Regions from separate parts of the Gossypium hirsutum genome. Here region 2 is linked to region 1. Evidence: chromatin contacts called from public Hi-C data. All regions are on one chromosome and are shown on one strand. The core of a region is the stretch at or near the end of the contact, and the rest is flanking DNA. Distances in the headings are between cores, read along the strand shown. Region 1 holds the start of LOC107954780 (protein PIN-LIKES 7). Region 2 has its middle 4.4 kb from the start of LOC107955091.

What was found. A called contact is a pair of places that touch in the nucleus more often than the background predicts.
Region 2: a Hi-C map of leaf shows a contact between it and region 1, with 1.7 times the contacts expected there. The contact joins the enhancer-like site here to the promoter of LOC107954780 in region 1. A contact is called at or near these places in 3 of 34 Hi-C or Micro-C datasets (callus and leaf).

What each region holds. Positions count from the first base shown.
Region 1 is chrD07:39,796,954-39,799,868 of Gossypium_hirsutum_v2.1, reverse strand. LOC107954780 (protein PIN-LIKES 7) reads left to right here and starts at 1,616. Exons shown (of 9, transcript XM_016890451.2): 1 at 1,616-2,435; 2 at 2,596-2,675; 3 at 2,751-2,875. The coding sequence starts at 2,301.
Region 2 is chrD07:40,353,352-40,356,515 of Gossypium_hirsutum_v2.1, reverse strand. No RefSeq gene overlaps it. Among protein-coding and RNA genes, the nearest start is that of LOC107955091, 4.4 kb to the left of the region's middle. Within about 2 kb of position 1,370, at least 6 of the 9 cell types and tissues checked have an H3K27ac peak or open chromatin away from gene starts, as enhancers often do. A contact at or near this core is called in leaf, where this site is marked.

The sequences.
Region 1 (2,915 bases), core at 367-2,866:
TTTGTGTGTGCCATAATTTAATGTTTTATGGAAAATCTTCATTTTGCATATTTGTTATTCTCTTTCCTTTTCCATACTTAATTATTTATTTTCCATAAAATATTCAATTCCATTTTATATCTCTATTTTACATATATGTTATTTTTTTCTTTCACATATTTGACTTTCCCTCTTTCGTCTCTTATCTTCTCCCATATATATTTCTTTCTCATTCTCATCTTATCTAATATTATTTTTTTGAAACATTATTTCACTCACTAATGGTGACATTCACAAGCTAAAAAGACAAGAACCACATATGAAACAAACATCGGTCACATATTTCCCCTTTATTTTTTTGTTTTCTTTTTTTTTTCTATTTCAACTGTTTCTTTTCAGGTATTAGAATATATATTTTTCTTTCTTCTTTTCTTCCTGAATACTCATTAACAGGTATTTTAAAAAATACATACGTATGTCGCCTGACACAATAATAACAATAAAAAAACTATTTTTAAAAAAAATCAATAATTAGCTTATGATAAGTGGACGATACTATCAATATATCAAGCTGACATTAATAACCATTATGAAGAATGAATCATTTACGTAAATAATTTTCTACTTGAATCATTTTCATAAATAATTAATTCTTTTAACTTTGGTAGAAAAAATAGCCGGAATTAGGAGTAATTAAAGCAATTAATTGACACTCGATAGATAACAGCAAGCGACCATTTTTCATTTATGTTGGCTTACGTATCATAAAAAGCGTCCTTTTAGCTAACTTTATTTTTTAGGTAAATTGTACAATTGCTCACTAAATTATAGGTAAAATTTTATTTTGGTGATTTAATTAAAAAAAATTACAATTTGATCATTGAATTATTCGAAAGTTTTTATTTAAGTCATTAAACTATTTAAAAGTTTTAATTTAAGTTACCGGGCTATTAATTTAGAGAAAAAAAAGTTCCACCAATGAGCTCCAAGCAATAATTTGATGATCAGTATGGTGGATCAGTACTCATCGGCGAGTAGAAGAACGTACCGTACCTTAGATCCAAATTGATCTGTTGGTCAATGTCATCGAGGAAAAAAGCTATTTGAGTTTTATTTATAAATTCGTAACGTCCAAAATTATTTAATGAAAGAAAAATAGTATAGAAGAAGAGAAAGAAAATTTCGATTGGTGCAGGTAGTATAAACAGAGAAAGCCATATATAGCATCAATTGAACAACTTTTTGAATATTTCAATGATCAAATTGTAACTTTTTTAGTTTAGTGACCAATAGTATAATTTACCCTATTTTGTGGGTACCATCCTTTTGGTTAACTTTACATTAAGATGCGGTATGATGCTTGCTCACCTCACCCTTTAATCATGTAATTGAGGATTCGATCTTACTCATGGGATGGAGCACATTTATAAAATAATTACTATTACATATCGTCGATATCCTGGTTTTGAAAAAAAAAAGTAAAAGAAAAATTTAGGACATTGTTTGTCCATGATTATGTAATCTTATCCTATCTATCATTGATCTTCACGCTGTTTCCAGGTACTATCATATTTGTATTATTGCTCCTGACTATCCAGCATTAATAGGACCTACCTTGAACCATAGCTCTTATCCTTACTATTGGTCCTGACTATCCAGCATTAATATGGTAAAATATTATAAGATACTTCCCTTGAACCATAGCTCTTATCCTTTCTCCAGGCCATTTTTACTTTCTTTCATCTCCTTCCTCTACAATCTTGTTAGATTGACATAACAATCCGCCTCCGACCTTACCTTCATCTTGTTGTAAGAACTAAAAGCATCCAAACCTATTTAGCAATCCCATAGCAACGACACAATTACACAAAGAGAAAAGGGTAAGCAGGGCAGGCAGCTAAATTACAATCAGTTGTGACCTTCACCGATCTTTCCTCCACATTGGTTCATATGTCTTTTACTTTAACTCCAATTTCATTCTCTATTACCCTACACCAACAAATCAAATCAAAATACCTTTCTTTCATTTATCTCCCCAACTTAATTTTTTGTTTTCTTTTTTAACGTCATTGTTACCGTACATCTCCACTTAATGTAATCTCGCATCCCATTTCATTATTGCATTGCACTGTATCTATCTGTATGTGCCCTCCCTACCTTTTCCTCCTCTTCTGTTGTTTTAGCCTCACATATATTCATTTGTGCAAACCTGATGCTACACAAACCATACTCATCATCATTGAAAGAGGGCTGCTGCACTGCACCAAATACATTTTCTGTCTCACTCATTCTCATCTATCATATATAAACAAATTAAAAATATGGGTTTCTGGACATTGTTCGAGGTTGCTGCCATGCCTATCTTGCAAGTACTTATAATCAGTTTGTTAGGCGCTTTCCTGGCGACTGATTACTGCAAGCTTTTCCCAGAAGATACGCGCAGATCCTTGAATAAGGTGTTAATTACTTGACTATTTTCATGAATAATCGTTTCTATAGGTGATTAAAGGCTGCATAAGTAGGCTTTTTTCATGCTAATTAGTTAACTTGACTGTAACATCATCATAATATCTTCTTCAGTTCTTAGATTTGTTTATGTTGTGTAATTAAACGCAGCTTGTGTTCGTTGTGTTTACACCCTCGCTCATGTTTGCAAGTCTGGCCAAGACCGTCACGCTCCAAGACATTATTTCATGGTAGGATACTTACATACATGCATATAGACTTTTTTGACTTGGTTTCAATGTGTTTGATCATCTATCAACTCACAGGTGGTTTATGCCTGTAAACATGGGAATCACCTTTCTAGTGGGAGGAATGGTGGGATGGTTTGTGGTTAAGATACTGAGACCAAAGCCCCATCTGGAAGGTCTTATTATTGCGACATGTTCAGCTGGTAAGGTCGAAACTTGAAAGAGCTTTCAAGGCCCCCTTTT
Region 2 (3,164 bases), core at 121-2,620, 560 kb before region 1:
CTCCCTATTGAGTTCTTTAATTCGCTTTCAATTTTTTTGGACATCCCTTTTCTATTTCTTTGAATCGTAGCAGCCCATTGTTATAACCCTTCCGCCAATATGGATAGACGAGTCAGAATATCCTCAGTATTTAAAGCCCATATGCTTCGAATCTTATCTTCACGTGACTCCTATAAGGTCCACTAAGATTCGAACCTGAACCTTTTGAAAACTCGGTTCTCTTCTTCAAAATTTGTGGAGATAAGTACGGGACAATAATCGGAAACGAATGAGTCAAGTGTTTAACCTGGAAATTTGGGAATAACATCCACCAATTAGAATTAGTAACACCACGGTCTAACCTCTCCCGAACATCATTAGCCTCAAAGTTACCCCTCTCTTAAGTAAACCATGGACCCACATAGCCAAGGTCATTCAATTGGCATTCATCCAAGGCTTCACGAAAGCTCCCCATACGACCACTCTCTCTTGGAATACCACCCTTCTTCTCAAAAGAGTATAGAATTTCGTTAAAATCTCCACCTACCACCCAAGGGAGATTGTTTCAACGTCTTAGAGTATTTAATAAATTCCAGGTGTCCTCCTTATACCGAACATCTAAAAAACCATAGAAGCCAGTAAATCTCTAAAGGCAGCTTCTCCGTCCCATCAGCAACCTCAACATCAATATGATTTTTATGCATTCAATGTAATGAAATACTCAGATTGTCCTTCCACCGATACATAATCCTCTTCAAGATCCATCTTTCGACATATCTATACCAGAAAGAAAACCACATTTTCGTCTTATGACCTCCATTCGATTTGAATCCAATTTTATCTCCATAAAGAAGACTATATGGGGATTGATTTTCTTCAACATATGTTGAAGTCTTCTAACAACTTGTGGACTCTCCAATCCACGAACATTTCAACAAAGAATCTTTATTGGTACCGGTTAGCCTACCCAAAGTCGGCCACCGATTTTGATGTTTGACTCTCAAATACTCGTTCATCATGAAAATCTGACGAATCTGGTTTACCAGAAATTGTCAGATCAGATTTGAAAACTCTGGGACATTTTTTTCCTTCAAGATCTTTAAGAGGATTTTCTTCCATATCATCATCCATTCCATGATTTCTTCCCATAACCCCCTTTCCCTGTTTAGTAGACTTTCTAAAAAAGAGCTACCTTACAAATTAAAACCAAGGATTTGATTTGTTTTAACCCACTGATCACGGAACATCCCTTCTTGATTCGTATTCCTCCAATTACTCCTCTTATTCTTCTCATCAGTAGTATTTCCATAATTATTCCCTGCGATATCTTCCCGAAGCCGCACACTAGTTGCAATTGTTGCCCTTTTAGCCGCAGCCCTGAGGGATAGGTCCCACCCTAGAACTACCTCCATCTCTCCATTATATAGTCTCGTTGGACATAAACTATCCTCATGGCCTAGTCGGTCGCAAACAAAGTAAAACAAAGACAACTTTTCATATTTAAAATTTGCATAAGTTTGATCCCCAGATGCTAAGATAATTTTTTTCGTCGTTTCAGAAGAAGACGAACATCAATCGACACCCGTACTCGCATAAAATTCCTAATTCCCCGTCCAATCTATTTAGAATCGTACTCCACAAATTGACCCACAAAATTCCTAAATTGTTGAGCCATATTTTCTGAAAATAACCTTGAAGAGAGATTATGAATTTATAACTAGAAAAAGGAATAAATCAAAGGTACCTGTAAAGGTTCCTCATTTTCTCGTAAACGGTGAAAAATGAGAAGATGACTATTTAAAGTCCAAGGGGCTCCCTTCTCCACCCTGCCAATATCCAACTCGTGATAAAACCTAAAGAGGAAACGCTTCTCTCCCAGGTCTGATATCTCAACACCTCCCAAAGGATGCCAAATATTGGCCATAGTATTCCGCATTGCCTGAAAATTAATGACACTCGCTGTTAGAAAACAACCCACCAGACAAAAATCATACTTTTGATTCATATAGTCCCTATCTCCCTAGACATTCCAGGCTTCTTCTTCATTATCCTCTAATCGTAAGTATGCTATTCCACTCTCCATACTCGAAGGAAAAGTGATGAAACAGGAAAATTAGAAAATAAAAGAAACAACAAAAAGAGAAAAATTGTTTACTAAAAGAAAGAAAACATGATGAAAAGACTATACGTGCCAAAACGACAGACAAAGTAAAGCGTGCCAAGCGGCAGAATTTTTTTTATATTAATAATATAATAAATTATTGATATAATTAATATAATTTATTATTTTAGTAAATTACTGAATGTTATAATTTATTTTAATAAAAAATTTAACAACAATAATTTTAAAATTTAAAATTTAAAAAATATCTTTAATATCTTTATATTAATATTTTAATAGTAAATATATAATATAATTTATAAATATTTAATAATAAATGTTTTATAGTATAAACTATTGATATTTTAATAATAAAAATATGAATATTGTTTATGAAATTTTAAAATCATTGTTGTAATATAAGCTAAGTGCTTGGAATGAGTGACAGGGAAGTGGGTAGCTCTCTAGCACCAAACTGTAAAAACTATTGATATTTTAATAATAAAAATATGAATATTTGTTTATGAAATTTTAAAATCATTGTTGTAATATAAGCTAAGTGCTTGGAATGAGTGACAGAGAAGTGGGTAGCTCTCTAGCACCAAACTGTAAATATTAAACAAATAGAGCACATAGTGATTGTTTACGCAGTTTTGTTTCCCTACGTTTATGGAGCCTAACTCAGTAAGAAATTATCCACTCTCTTCAACAATTACAAGAAACGATTCTATCCTATCATACACCCCGTAACAATATACCTCAGTTTTGCACCTTGAAGATTGATACTCTCACCACTAAGTTCAGCCTTGTGAGCTTAGCAAGTACAACCACAACACAAACTTTTTTACTATCAAATTGCACTTTAAGAAAAGTCCCTTACATGAATTAGTTAAGTGCTTCAACTCTCTATCTAATAACCTATACAAGTCTCAATTAAATAGTTTATTTTGAGACTTGATAATATAAGAAGATCTATCACAATCCTATTAAAAAACAATAAGATAAGTTGAATACAATATAATAATAAGTAATGTAAATATGGACTCTTGACAACTAATCAATTAGTGTTTCAGTACAATCCAAT